Linked DNA regions of Sus scrofa: region 2 is linked to region 1. The links are chromatin contacts, called in public promoter capture Hi-C maps. All regions are on one chromosome and are shown on one strand. The core of a region is the stretch at or near the end of the contact, and the rest is flanking DNA. Distances in the headings are between cores, read along the strand shown.

The links. Promoter capture Hi-C pulls out the DNA fragments that hold promoters and counts their contacts.
Region 2: a promoter capture Hi-C map of liver shows a contact between it and region 1, with 6 times the contacts expected there. The contact joins the promoter of DSG2 here to the promoter of DSC2 in region 1. A contact is called at or near these places in 1 of 5 promoter capture datasets (liver) and 7 of 47 Hi-C or Micro-C datasets (embryonic fibroblasts, fetal heart ventricle, heart right ventricle and 2 more).

The regions. Positions count from the first base shown.
Region 1 is chr6:115,018,527-115,026,225 of Sscrofa11.1, reverse strand. DSC2 (desmocollin-2) reads left to right here and starts at 4,894. Exons shown (of 17, transcript XM_021096210.1): 1 at 4,894-5,475. The coding sequence starts at 5,407.
Region 2 is chr6:115,397,314-115,404,972 of Sscrofa11.1, reverse strand. It overlaps DSG2 (desmoglein-2), which reads right to left and starts at 4,750. Exons shown (of 15, transcript XM_003356392.4): 1 at 4,623-4,750. The coding sequence starts at 4,661. LOC110261189 (a long non-coding RNA gene) reads left to right here and starts at 5,071. Exons shown (of 2, transcript XR_002345076.1): 1 at 5,071-5,177.

The DNA of each region.
Region 1 (7,699 bases), core at 3,645-6,144:
TGCAACGTTTAGAAGTCAGAGCAGGAGTTCCCATTGTGGCTCAGTGGTTAACGACTCTGACTAGGAACCTTGAGGTTGTGGGTTTGATCCCTAGCCTTGCTCAGTGGGTTAAGGATCCAGCATTGCCATGAACTGTGGTGTAGATTGCAGATGTGGCTTGGATCCCGAGTTGCTATGGCTCTGGCGTAGGCTGGCAGCTGCAGCTCCAATTAGACCCCTAGCCTGGGAACCGCCATATGCCGAGGGAGTGGCCCTAGAAAGGGCAAAAAGACAAAAAAAAAAAAGTCAGAACAGAAGAAACCAGGCAAAGAGAATGCATAGAGGCAGCCAGCAGGGGAAGAAGAAAACAGGAGCCATTGTTGCCAAAGAAGCCAAGAGCAAATGTGTTGTAGGCTAGGTGAGCTCACAAAACCATGAGTTTCTTGTCCCTACGTCCACTTGAGAAGGTAACATTTCATCATCCGAGAGCAGATTTAACAAATGACTTTTATGTTGGCAACTTTTCATCCTTACAGAATGCTGCTGATAAATCATTAACTTGACATTAATCTCTCTTTTCTTTTACAGAAGAGTCAGCAGGAGGTAAATTGCAGGTGGAGAGTACTTGTCCAACCCAATCTATTTTCTTAAGCATTTCCCTGGAGTGCATGCCCTTTCAGTTTTGTTCACCACAGCATACCCAGTCACAGCAGTCCCAGTGTCTGAGACATGGTAGATACCTAATACATAACTGTTAAAGTGGTTAATTAGTAAAGCAAACAATTGAAAATTTTGTAGTTTTGAATATATATGCATCCATAGCACTGCAGGTTGGCACATGTCATTGGCATCTATTAAAGGTAAGATAGGTTCATGTTCAACTGCCTCAGAATATTTTCATTGGCTTGTTTTTATTGAGGGTCTAGTAAGTGAATGTACTGTAATAAGAACTGATTTATAATTTATTTAACACTCAATTTCAAAAAATATATTTTCAAAGATAATGAAAATTAAATTTGATTAGTACACTTTACCTTTGGCCTCTTTTTTTTTTTAAGGTCCATACCGTGGCACATGGATGTTCTCAGGCTAGGGGATCATCAGAGTACAGTTGCTGGCCTACGCCACAGCCACAGCAACTCGGGCGAGCCACATCTGCAACCTACACCACAGCTCATGGCAACGCTGGATCCTTAACCCACTGAGCAAGGCCAAGGACTGAACCCACGTCCTCATGGATACCAGTTGGGTTCATTACCCTTGAGCCATGACGGGAACTCTGATTAGTAGACTTTTTATTGAGGCCAATTTTAAAGGAACTTTAAAGAAATAAGGATAACCTTAAAAACAAATATTTTATTTATTGGACAACACAGCATTGGAAAAAACCTTTTCTCCCACTTTGAAATAATTATTAAAAAAAAAATTCAAATTTTCAGAAAGTACAAAACTAGCACAAACTGGCATCTCCTCTTATCTTACAGTTGCATAGTTAATCCTTTTGAATCAGACAGGGTCTGGGGGTTGTATTTAGGGGAAGAGGGTTGAAGGCTCTGGGAATGGTGAGTGAATTAACACTAGGGTTCTGTCCTAGACCAAGACCTGAGGAGAGGTACCGGAATAGGAACTAGGGAACTGACATAGACATGAGGTGAGGTGGGTCAAATGAGTAGGTTGTAAAGAAATGGTAGCAGTGGGAGAAGAGGGATACCCATATTAAGTAGCATGTATGGGGCAATTAGAATATGCTAGGTTTTACTCTGCATGTCTTTTGTGCATCATATCATTTAATCTTATAACAACACTCTGAGAGGTAGATACTCTAGTTAAGCTTATTTTTTGGTGGTTATCAAATGTCTTCTCCTCCACTTTCATCCATAAAGTAATTAGACAATGTCCTTTAATTTTGTTTTTTCTCCTTTAGGTCTGTTTCCTTCGCTTCGGGGTTCTATTGGCCAGGCCAAGATGGATTTGCCCTTGAGATCACGTGTCCACATGAACCTTTCCCCCCAGGCTCCATCAAAGGAATCATGCAGCTCAAAGACAGCTGTCTCTGAGTACACATCAGTGAGAAAGTGAGATCTTTTTGTTGCCATTAATATGTTCAGTTTCCAGTTTCTGAAATTAGAAAATTGTGAAGCTAGGTAGCAGAGATGTGCCCCAAGAGACTTGGGTGGCTCTTTGTTCATCTCTTCGAGGACAACTCCCTTCCTTACTTTCCATTTGGAAAGGAGCACCCATTTCCAACCAGTCTTATCAAAAATCACCCATAAGAAGTCTAAATAGTTTAATTTTAGATATGGAAGGTACCATAGACAGCATGCAGTACTACTTTAATTACCTTACTTAACAAATGGGAGTGCTGAGGGCTGGGGTTACATGAGTGGCCCAAGACACAAAGAAATTTGATCTTGACTTTTGGTCTGGTGCACCCTTTACTATTACTATATATAATACATTGGAAAACTAGTTCAAGTCAGCAAAATCATCTTCACAGCCAAAAGACACTCTTATAAAATTCCTCTTCCCATATTCATTGTCTCTTCAAATTTATACCTGTTGTTTAAAAATTGAAGTACCTATTTCAGAAGCCATCTAATCTAATCTAAATCCATTAAATTAGTTGGGCCCTTGTTTAGAGTTTATATTTCATTTCTGTTTAAAAAAAATCATGATGATGGAATCAACCCAAAGGTCCACTGATAGATGATTGGATCAGGAAGATGTGGTATATACACAGTGGAATACTACTCGGCCATAAAAAAGAACAAAATAATGCCATTTGCAGCAACATGGATGGAACTAGAGACTCTTATCCTGAGCAAAGTCAGTCGGAAAGAGAAAGACAAATACCATATGATATCACTTATATCTGGAATCTAATATATGGCACAAAGGAACCTTTCCACAGAAAAGAAAATCATGGAGAATAGACTTGTGGTTGCCAAGGGGGAAGAGGAGGGAGTGGGATGGACTGAGAACTCGGGGTAAATAGATGCAAAATGTTGCCTTTGGGATGGATTAGCAATGGGATCCTGCAGTGTAGCACTGGGAACTCTGTCTAGTCAATTATGATGGAACACGTAATGTGAGAAAAAAGAATGTATACAAGTATGTGTAACTGGGTCACCATGCTGTACAGTAGAAAATATATATGAAGAAAGAAAAAAAGAAAAAGAAAAAATCACGATGAAACAAATCACCATTTAAAAGTCTCCATCAGTTACCTAGCATGAAAGATGAAACTAAATACCTAAGGAGAATTCTTTTCAAATTGCTCTTCTCCCCTTTTCTGGATTGTGGAAAAGCATGAGCCATCCTTAGGCATTAAAGGCTAAGGTAAGCAAGAGTTTAGAAACGTCCTATTGTCAAGGATGGTGATGGCGCATGAATAGATTTCTCAAACCTGAAACTAGCTTGCTTCTCTTCCCCTGGAAAGCTGCATGCTAGAGATCACGGGATCATCTCATCATTAATAGGATGAGGTGTGTTCATGACATCACTGCTGGAAAAACAAGAGGGTTAAAAAATATGGAAACAGAAGGATGTCAACCACAGTCTCATGCTGATGACCCAGGCTTATTTCACAAGCAAAGGTTCGATGATGAATTTTATAAGTATGGAGACAACGGAACAACTCATTATGTGTCATGTAATAATAAAATAGAGCAAGGGACTAAAACATAGAATGTAAAGTAGGCACTGTGTGACAATGCTTTGGAATTTAAGTACCTGGTCAATGATGAAAAAATTTTGGTAGAACGGAATTAGGATGTACATGTTTTCAAGAGCTGAAATGTGAGCATCATGGATGGCTTTTCAAACAGGTTTCTCCACACATCCTTGTGGAATCAAACCAAAAGAGATGGAACAGACAAGTTTCTCCTTTGTGGTCAGACTTCCCCGATTTAAACCAGTAATTGAAAAGAGGTGCAGGAGGATGAGTCAGAATTCCCCGTCACTGCTTTCTGAAGAGCTGCAAAGCATACTGCTTTTATATTTTAATCTTTCAGGTTAAGCACTGCTATAATTCAGTTAGTTTAAGTATACTTCAAACCAAACCATACATTTCATCCTATTCTTTTCCTTTTCTTACCTCAAGCTCTGGTTTTGGTGGTGAGAAAGGAAGAGAGAAATCTCTGCTAGTCTGAGTCCAATTTAGTAGGTTAAGTTATAAGGTCAGCAGGTTGGCTTCATTGTGACAAGCAAAAGTCTTGAGGAAAATCAGTAGGTCACATTTAGCCAACGCCTAGGAACTCGAAAGATGTATTTTCTGGAGTAAGTCACTCTTGATGCCTAGATTCCCTTATCAACTGATTAATTAATTAATTAACTAATGTTCTTGTATCACTGCCATGCTGACCATGAAATTTTTTTCTTTTTTTTTTTTTTTTTTTAAAGACAAAATCAGGAGTTCCGGTCATGGTGCAGTGGTTAGCGAATCCGACTGGGAACCATGAGGTTGCGGGTTCGATCCCTGCCCTTGCTCAGTGGGTTAAGGATCCGGCGTTGCCTGTAAGCTGTGGTGCAGGTTGCAGACGCGGCTCGGATCCCGCGTTGCTGTGGCTCTGGCGTAGGCCGATGGCTACAGCTCCGATTGGACCCCTAGCCTGGGAACCTCCATATGCCCCGGGAGCGGCCCCAGAAAAGGCAAAAAGACAACATAATTAAAATAAAAATAAAAAATAAAAGGCAAAATCAAACCCACAACCAAATAAGACTCCCAAAAGGTGTGGCACAGATGAAAACCCTGTCTGAACTGCACTTGGATGTCTGCAGTAGTCCAGCAAAAAAGGTATAAAACAATCTCGCTGGAGTCAACCCTTGAACAGCTGTGACACAAAACGCTACCTCTCCAGCTCCCCGGCGGCCTCTGCGCTTCTCAAAATGACCCCAGCGCTCTGGGCGGAGTCGCAGCCGGGAGCGCGCCCGGGTCCGCGCCCCCTCCTGCGGCCCAGCGCGCTCGGGGAGTGAGTCTTTGTACAGTCAGGGCTTCTGCTGGGCAGGGCCAGCTGTTAATCCTCCAGGCGGACACCGGGGCGGGGGGGGGAGATGGGGCATATAGGTGGCGTCCGCCCGTGAGAAACACCTAAGCGCAGGTAAAAGGGTGGCGGCCAGAGGGAGTTCCCACCTGTTGCCGTTCTTCCAGAAATGAAGACTTAAGGAAATACCAAGGAGGGGCCGATCGGTGTCTTTCGGACGCGCCTGTAACCCCACCCTCGGTCAGAGGAAAAGCCCCTGGGCTGAGAGGCAGGAGCTTCAGAAAAACCGAGAAGAAAAGCAGCTCCCTCCGCGCGCCGCCTTTTCTGCCTCGCACTCAGGCGCGGCCGGCCCAGCCTGCGCCCCGGTCGCGGCCCTTCACTCCGCCGCGCCCTCCCACCCCGGCCTCTAAGTGCCCCGGCCGGCGACCTGCCCCCGAGTCCTCCGATGGCGCCAGCCCGATCCACGGGCTGCCTGAGCGGAGCCCTCTGCCGACAACTCCTGCTGACCCTCTCGGTGAGCCGGCTCACGGGACGGCGCGCGGTCCCGCGATGGGGGAGAAGGGGAAAGTCTGGGAGCAGGGGTCCGTGGGGGTGGCGGGCCAGGCAGGGGGTCGGGGGCCTGGGGCTGGCTGGAAAAATGCAGTTGTCTGGGATGGGGGAGGGCAGTCAGAAAGAGGAGGGCGACCTGGGCGCCCCGATCCCGCAAGAGAGAAGGGTGTCTCCGGCAGATGTAATCAGCGCAGGCAGAGGAGGCAGCGACGGCAAACGCCCTTCGAAAACCTTGGCCGCTGGGTACGAGCTAGAGAACGCCGCGCGCCCGCGCTGCTTCTCCACGTCTCGCGCACCACCAGGAGCCGGGCAGTCTGTCCCCCTCAGTGCTGGTTCTGGCTGCGGACAAGGCGAGCGACCGAAAGCGCAGATTCTTGAGGGACAGAGAGGAAAGAGAGGACTGGGCACCTTTCTGGGGGTTGATCTTAAAGTGGGGGTGGGGGTGGGGGGGAGTAAAGAATTGGGGGAAGGGTGCAGTCTCGACCCTCGGCGGGTGAAGAAAGCAGATAGGAGGGCCTTAGGTGGTCCTTTGTACCTTTCCTATTGTTCGTCAGCTTGTGAGGTTTCTTTCTCCTTTTATTTTTGGGGAAATGGTCGTCCGGATCTCTTGCCCCGGGGGTCTCTGGATTCTTCTCTCCCACCCCACCTCCCCGCCCTCTGGTTCTAGTTTTTTTTTCTCACTTTCGAGAATCCTGTAGCAACGACCCCACCTACCTAAAGCTGGGAGAAGAAAAGAGAGTGGCCTTATTTGGAAAAGACAGCCCCCCTCCTTAGCAGAAAAGACGGGGATCTCACTGGCGGGCCGCAAGGCACAGGACAGAGGTTCCCCAGACGGGACTTCCTGAGTCCACTGAAAGGAGAAAAGTTAAATAGACCGAGTGCAAGAGGGCTAAGTCGGTAGTGTACTTTCACGTTGAACCGCAGGGTTAGGGCTCCTGTCCCTCCTGAAGGACGAGGGGACGAACCTGGAGAACAGACAGTGGGAGGATTCTTCCTGGGAGTGGCCGAACTGGCGGCGTGAAACATTCGTATAATTTCCCTTACTCCACCGCTGCTTCACTTTTACAACGAATTCCTGAAACTTTAAAGCAATGAAAATTGTAGTTATTATTAGAATGCCTTTCCCAAGGAACTCCATGGACTTCAAACCCTTAACTAAATTCCAGGGTCATGTTCATAACATGGAAAGAGTCAGGTGCACAGCAGTTTACAGTTCACAGTTGAGGAAATCGAGAATGGAATAAATAACGGCCACCAATACGTTCTAGTTAACAAAGGAATGGATTTGGGTTAGATTCCTAATAAAACTGACACTTCATCTTAAGTCATTGGCCATTGCTCTTAAATGAAAAGGCACCTTTAGGTATGAGCAGTAATCTGACCAGACAATAAATAGCAGTGCTCTGCATATTCTTAATGTTGTGTGTATCTCAAGCTGTTCTGATGCTCTTGTGTGGATCTGTTCAAAGCCCTGCTAGCCTCAGATGGTGGTGGTGGTTGTGAGCCTCATGTGTGATAGATGAGGAAGAGTAGAACCATTACTAAGAATGACTGGTGTGGGGGGGGCAGCCTTCACATTTCCTCCTCCCTGTGCACCCAACTAATTTTCACTACTCCATGAATCAGCTTCTCTCCACTTCCTCATGTTGCCTCATCTCCCAAGCTATAGTAACCACTTGACTTGAACTCCGCCTTCTGCCTAAACACCTAATGAAGCGTCTCTCTTTCTGTGATCATCAGGGATCTCCTTTGCTAAATCCAGGCCATTACTTATACAATTCCATCTTGTGGTGGGAACCTTTGTTGAAATTCACTCTCCTTTGCTTTTGACCTTCCTGACCACTCTGAATCAGGCTCCTTGCTCTAGGACCTGTCCTGAAATATCCAGGTCCCTACAAATACTAAATTTATTTTGCTAGTTCAGGTGTCTTCATTAAATGATAGATAGGCCTTTATTTCTCTCTACCTACTGTAATGTGTGACACAGTTTTTATTATCTTCCCAAACAATATTCGATTTCTTGTAGGGTCCTATATTTCATTAAGCTCAAGGAGGAAGTCTGGAAGCTGTTTGTTCTTTACTTCCTTACTGCTCCCCACCCCTAATCCATCCTTAAGTCCCATTAAATCTACAGTCAGAAATATCTCATGAACATCTGTCCATCACCTCTGCTGTTACTTTTTGCTATT
Region 2 (7,659 bases), core at 3,501-6,000, 380 kb before region 1:
TTTAACTTAGCTCATAAGTTTTCTAGTGATCAGGGAGAATTTAGACTAAAGTAATGCTCATCAGATCTTTTTGTGACATACTTTCCCCTAAGTGTATAATCAAAGAAGCTTCTGTGAAGAGCTGCCATTTCCTCATTACCTATTAATGTTCAGAAACAAAAACAAATGTTAAAGCATACATCTGTAAAATTCCTGGATATGATAATTGATTATCCTTGTAAGCGTCAATATATACCATCTAACTTATACGTGAATTTATTCAAAATCGGTTATCCAGTTGCATATTAGAACATTAAGTGTAACACCGATGTCATTGAAAATTTATAGATGAACCTACTTGTAATGGGCTGAATTGTGTCTCTCAAGAGAAGACATACTGAAGTCTCAACCCCCGTATCTCCGAATATGACCTTATTTAGAAATAGGGTCTTTGCAGATATAGCCAAGTTGAGGTCATGAGTGTGAGCCTTGATCCAAGAGGATCAGTGTCCTTATAAAAAAGGAAATATGGACACAGACTAAGACATGCATGAAGAGACCCAGGAAGACTGTGTCCATGTGAAGACAGAGGATTGGAGTATCCAATCCTCCAAGGGGAGGAATGCCAGAGATTGCTGGCAAACCACCCATCACTGGGAAGAGGCAAGGAAGGAAACCACAGGTTTCAGCCCACACCCTGACTTCGGATTTCTGGTCTCTAAAACTAAGACAATAAATTTCTGTTTTAAGCCACCCGGTTTTTGGAACTTTGTTACAGCAGCCCTAGCAAACTAAAACATTAGGAGATTAAACTGTTCACAATATAATTTGTTACCACTGAATCATTAGAATGTAGTTTGATTTTGAAGGACAAGCTTAATTTAGTCAAAGGCAAAACTGAGGCAACCATCAGAAATCTCTCCAAGTGCTGTCTTTAGCAGTCTGTGGAAACCTGTGGACCTCTTCTCAGAATAATGTTTTTAAATTTATAAAATAAAAAATACTGGATTATGAATGAACCCACTTATATTGAAACAGTTATCAGAATTTGTTTTTTTTTTTAAAAAAAACACCCATTTGCGATGCAGTCATGTCATGTACTTCATTGTCGACACATTAAATAAGATATAGTAGAAAGTCTGTAGTGATGAGAAAAATGGTATTTTGAGATACTTATGATGTGAAAATATTTGTGAATTCTATTGTTTAGAGTCACAAATACTGCTATGCTATGGCAGTGTCTTTCCTATACACATAATTTAAAGAAATGCCAAACTTTAGTTAGACATTGATGAGAATAGGTATATTAATTTATTCCCAGCCATGTCTATGGATCTTCTGAATCCTATCTATGGATCAGTGGATTCCAGATAAAGAGATCTTGGAGAGGAAAGATTCTCTGGCTTTATTTAAAAAACTGCCTCTGTTTCCCCTCTTCACAGAGATGGGATAGACGACTGTGTGATAGTTACATGGGTGCCACTCAACATCTCCCTTCCGCTTTGTCTCCCTGAACCTCAGAGGGAAGCTAAAGACCAAATATCACAGACTCCCAGCAGCTAAGGTTCTGAATGTGCTTTAGGGTCAACACCCAGCATTTACGTGAGACTTGAAAGAAGGAAGTGAAGGTCTGCTGTTCTTGCTGGCGAGCACAGAAGTGGATGGAGCTGGGGTTTTGCAGCAATCTGACTCTGGCTAGAGTGCCCATCACTAGGCTCATGCATGCCAAGAGGCAGGGTCCTGGCACATTCCGTTGGTATGTATCCAAGCAAACCTGGCATGGTTCTCGAGCTGGCAGTGGAAGTAGCATCCTGATCAAGGCTGTTTCCACACTGTGGGGTGGAAGTGTTGGTTCCTGATCACAGGAGCTCCTCAAGGCTTGGGGTTCTGCTGGATGGCTTTGAAGTCACTATTGACAGCGCAAAATGGGCTGTTTCCACAGGATGCCGTCAACACAATGCCCTGAAGCACTTCTCTTCTTGCTCTAAGTAGCCAGAGTGAATTCTGTGATCTGCAACTGAACTCTGACCCATTCACACTGTAATTTATATTCCCTTCTATAAAAGACCTGGGTCCTGGAGAGCTACTTCTCTCAGAATAGCTGCTTTCCATTCTTTACTAAAAGCTATACTTCCAACTTCAACTTCAAACACATCAGGGAAAAATGCTGAACTGCTCTTTTTTTTTTTTTTTTTTTTTTTTTGTCTTTTTGCCTTTTCTGGGGCTGCTCCCGCAGCATATGGAGGTTCCCAGGCTAGGGGTCTAATTGGATCTGTAGCTGCCAGCCTACTACGCCACAGCCACAGCAACACAGGATCCGAGCAGCGCCTGTGACCTACACCACAACCCACTGAGCAAGGCCAGGGATCGAACCAGCAACTTCATGGTTCCTAGTTGGATTCGTTAACCATTGAACCACAACAGGAACTCCCTGAACTGTTCTTTGACCAAAAATAAACATACTCAAATTTATATCTTGTAAAATATTACAGAAAATACGAAAATAAACGTACTCAAATTTATATCAGATAAAAATACAAGAATTTTGCTCATCATCACTTATAATCATTATAAAATTATAATCACTTCTTTTCTTTTTTTTTTTTTTTTTGTGTGTCTTTTTGCCATTTCTTGAGCTGCTCCCTCGGCATATGGAGTTTCCCAGGCTAGGGGTTGAATCGAAGCTGTAGCCGCAGGCCTAGCCAGAGCCACAGCAACGCGGGATCCGAGCCACGTCTGCAACCTACACACCACGGCTCACGGCAACGTCGGATCCTTAACCCACTGAGCAAGGCCAGGGACCGAACCCGCAACCTCTGGGTTCCTAGTCGGATTCGTTAACCACTGCGCCACGACGGGAACTCCAAATTTTTTTTTTTTTTTTTTTTAATAATCACTTCTTAAAAGGGCAATTATTGGAGTTCTCTGGTGGCTCATCAGGTTAAAGATCTGGTTTGCCACTGCTGTGGCTCTGGTTACTGCTGGGGCGTGAGTTCAATCCTCGGCCTAGGAACTTCCGCATGCCGAGGGAGTGGCAAAAAAAAAAAAAAAAAAAAAAAAAAGCAGTTATTGCCCAATAAAGTAAACATACTGAATTACTAAAGTAAAAAATATGCCTAAATTATGTACCTATTTCTCTGTAAATGAAATTGGCCTGCTTGTTATACCATTTGAAGATAAAGACAATTTCTTTTCCTACTTGCAAGGATTTAATAATTAACCCTCAAACTGAGCCAGTTGCTACGTTAGTTTGGTTATCTCCTTAGCCAGGAAGTACCATGGTGAGGGATCTAGTTGCTCTGTTATTCTGGAGGCCAAAAAGGAAACCCCAAATTTTCTTTGAAAAGTTTTAATAACAAAACAAACTTGAATTGAAAATTACCTCAATGACTTGGGCAAAATGAAAAGATAAAAAGAGCATGAAAATAACCGGCGCCCAACGGTCCTAAATAGCATGCAAAAGAGAGTTCACCGAAATTCCTAGACTGCATTAGTCATGTTTCTTCTTTCTATGTGATAAACACAAAAGTTCCGGGAAAAATTTTTTCCCTCCTCTGTTGCAATTCTGGGATAGAGAAAAGGCAATCTCTTGGAAGTTAGAATTTTTAATACAAAGTGTACTTGTATACTTTTCACCATTACATAAGAAAACAATACGATCTTGTACCTAATCTCTATGAACATACATCTGCTAAGTCCCTAGAAGGTGAAAGCACACCTATATTAGTAGGATAACTGTCACTGTATCAAAACCCATTTGGCAAACACCTACAGGCCAGGTACATTTCTCAATTACGTGCAGTTACTTTAACAAACGGAAAACAAATATTTAAAACCCAATAAAAGTCTAAAAACCAAACATAAGAAAGGTAGCACTAGAGACTGAACACTGTTTTCCAATTTAATAACTTCTGCAAACCCCATTTGACAGTGGCTCTGCACTTCGATTTTCTGTTAAGTTTTTAAAATAAAATAAAAAATCATAGAACTTTTACATTTGTTCATTACCTTTAACACTAGGAGATTGTTTTAAAACACCAACTTTGTGAACTTTAAGTTCAAATTATATGTGGGTGAGTTTAAGAGTAACGTGGCTTTAAGGGAAAAATCTCTAAACTGTGTAAAACACATTTAAAGAACGACTGGGGCCCTTTGCCGCAGTCTAGGAATACAGGTATTTCCCCGGCCCCCTCTCCCCCCAACACCCACCCCTACCCCGCCCTGGTCACTGACGCGCACGGGTGGCTGGAGCCGGGGGACCCTGCAGACACAAGCAAGGAAGGAGGCGCGGCCGCTGCCTCCATGTTGCCGTCGGGGACTCCAGACAAAGCCCCGATCTCCGGGACCGGTGTCCCCACTCCAAGGCTCACTACACCCACAGATCGCAGACACCACAAGACACTAGGGCTGGTGCGTGGATGCAAGAAAAAAGGAACTTCGCCAGGTTCCCACCATCCCGTTCGGCCCCAGCGAAGCTCCAGGGTCCGCGCTCACCACCGCCTGCCCGGCCCTTTCCCACCTCCGGGCACAAAGAGGAAGCATCGGGCAGGCTCCCTGGCGGAAGGGGGCAGGTTTGGGCGCGAGCCGGGCGCCGGCGAAGTCCTGGCTCGTTCCGGGCGCCGCGCCCCGACTCCTGCACTTACCAGGAGAAGCAGCAGCGCGCCCTCCGCGCCCCGCGCCATCGCCTCCCGCCTAGGGCCGCTCGCACTGCTGGCTGCCTGCGTCCCCGTGAGCGCGCACCCGCTCCTCCCCGGCGCCCCCGCCCCGAGGGTCCCCTCCCCCGCGGCGGCCGCGCGCCCAGCCCAAAGGCGCGGTTCCAGGTGTGGCCGCCGCGAGAAAATGGAGCCCGGAGCGCGGCCGAACTGCCTGTGCCGAGGGTGGGGACCGCGCCTAGGAGGGAGGCTCACGGTGGACTCCCACCCCCTGCCGCACACGCACCTGGAGCCGTAACGTCCCGGGGTTGGGGACTTTGAGTGGCAGGCCGCGCCCCGCCGCCCTTCCCTCCTCGACCCCTCTTCGGTGGAGCCAGGCCTTGCTCTCGGCAGCTGAGACCTGCAGCGGCGCGATGAGCCAGGAGGCCGCCCGAAGGTCCAGCGCTTGGTGGCTGTGCGCGAGGCCCGGGTGGCGCGGAGACGACAGCGGACCGGCCTCGGGGCGGCCGCGGTGCCTGGTGCAAAAGTTCTGGAGCACTATTTCAGGTGGTTGTCTCCACGAAGGTTTCTCACCTCTTTCCTACGGCCCTGTCCTTTGCGTTTAACAGGTTTGCCCTTTGTCTGGCTCAGGGAGAAAGTAGTTAGAAGAGGCACACATGATCCAAAGGGACAGTTCTTTGATCCCCTTTTGACTAGCCTCTACTAGGAGAAAACTCTAAAGGTGTAAAGGGGAAAATACACAAATCGATATGATTTACGAAATCTCTGACACAAAGCGTCACTCGAGATCAGAATCCTTTCTCTGATACTTAGTTGTGTAACCTGGATAACCTCTCTGTTTCTTCTCTGTGCCTGTTTCCACATCTGTCAAATGGGATTAATAGCCCCCAACAAATAGGGCTGTTGTGCCAATTAAATCAGAAAATCTATGTGAAACGTTCTGTGGCGTCTAGCACATACGGGTTCAGCAAATGATTGTGTTATAATTATTATTGCGAGAGTAAATACTAAATTGAATTCTTGAAAAACAGAAACACTAGAATCAGCACCAGATTAGAATATTTGTAAGAAAGGCTAATTATTGATATTTTAAGTATATTGGAAGTATACAAAAGTATAGAGGATTGATTTGCTACTAGAAAGACAAGTCTGGCATCAAGGTTGATCAAAATATCAGTTTCCTTTGTGGTTAAAAGTGCTCTGTGCCCCCGCCCAAAGTATCTCTATCCTTCTTTCCACAGTTTGCATCGTTCCACTTCTTCATATCCAGTACAATGGCCGTCTCCTTCTTAGTCCCTTTCTTCTTCAGCTGCCAAGGACCACTGCCTCTTTGAGTTGAGAATCCCCTTTTCCTCTATTTGTTTAGGGATTAACTGATAAATTAATAGTGTTATTTAAGTGTCTGTGGCTAAATTGAGCACTAAGTATCTAGAAGGAGTGTGCTTAGTTTCCCCCTCTGTTTCCAGTGCCTGGAACAGTGCTGAGTACCATGTTAGACTCTTAATAAACATTGGTTGCCTCGTTGAATCAGGAGGAAAGAATGTCTTCTAGTTTCCAGTCCTTTCTCATGAGCTAGAAGTGGGTGAATCACACCTTGGTGATAATTCTCATTCCCGATCACTGCTGAGAAAACTTCTAATTAAACAAGGCAGGCTTTACCAAAACACTCACAAATCATCCCTGGAAACTATATGTAAGTCCTCTAACAGTGCTCTTGTAACTGAGTCCTATATGCAAGTATTTAGGCCTTATTATCCAGAGGATGATCTCTGTTTAGTAATGAAGATAATTGGTAGCTTTCAGAATGAGAAATAGCCAAGGCAAATTTTATTTGTTGGATAATTTACTCGCCCCTGGAGGCTGTCAAAGGCAGTTTCAGGGTAGTCTTCCTCTATAATACTATTGCAAGGCTTTTAAGAGATGGTGTCATTGGCAAGATGACAATCCAATGAGATGGTATGTCATTCTTGAATTATTTCCTTGTTGAAAATTCTGAAACTTCTGACTCAGTGACTTGAAGGGATCTCTTGGAAGTCCGTTCATACATAGCTGATTCTCTAGCACCTGACATGAGAGTCAGTCTATTTCATAAATCTCTTTGCTCAGAACAAATGCCATTACCAATGAAGTGCTGATTGCTTTAAAATAAAACAAAGTGTTTATAAGATGTGAAAGATTTAACTTACAGGTTTTCCCCCCCAAATTAGTTGAACATTATGGTAAATATGCTTTTCTTACAACATGTATTTATAATGCAGCAGTTTAAAATATACTTTGTGCAAATAATTAGCTTAACATCTAGTTATATTCAAAATATCTGAGTTATGTTTCCCAGTATGCTTAGCTTCACACGTACACACAGGTGAGAATAAGCTTCAAGTGATTAACTTATTAGACTCATCTCGTAATATTATCTAAAACAAAAATTTTATTTAACCAAAAAAGTTTCATAAGGACCAACAAAGATTAAAGTGCCCTTTTCTACTGTTACTGCCGTCTTACTCCCTACCCACTCCAGGATTAAAAATCAGTTTATAAATCAACATAGTATAAATGGCTAATCGTTTTAATAGACAGCTAAAACCATTCAACTCCATTGAATGTCCCAATGATTGTATATGTTAGAATTAACATTACTGTGCTTAGAAGCAAAGCACAGAAATGTGTGACTGTTATAAAAAATGGTTACAGTGCCCAAGAGACATAAAATATTGGTTAATAAAGGGTATTTGAAATAGGGAATATAGCCAATATTTTATAGTAACTGTAAGTGGAGCATAACCTTTAAAAATAGTGAATCAGTATGTGGTACACCTGTAATTTATATAGTATTGAATATCACCTATTCTTCAGTTAAAAAATAAAGGGTATGTAGATACAGGAAAAATTATGAAATATATCTAGGTAAAGTGAGAAGGACCATAAAAGGAGGAGTTTTTTTTCTGGTTTAGTTCCTCTCATTTTTTTCTCATATTTTCAACATTAGTTTGTCTCTGTTTAACAAACATTTAATTTGCATTTTATTGGC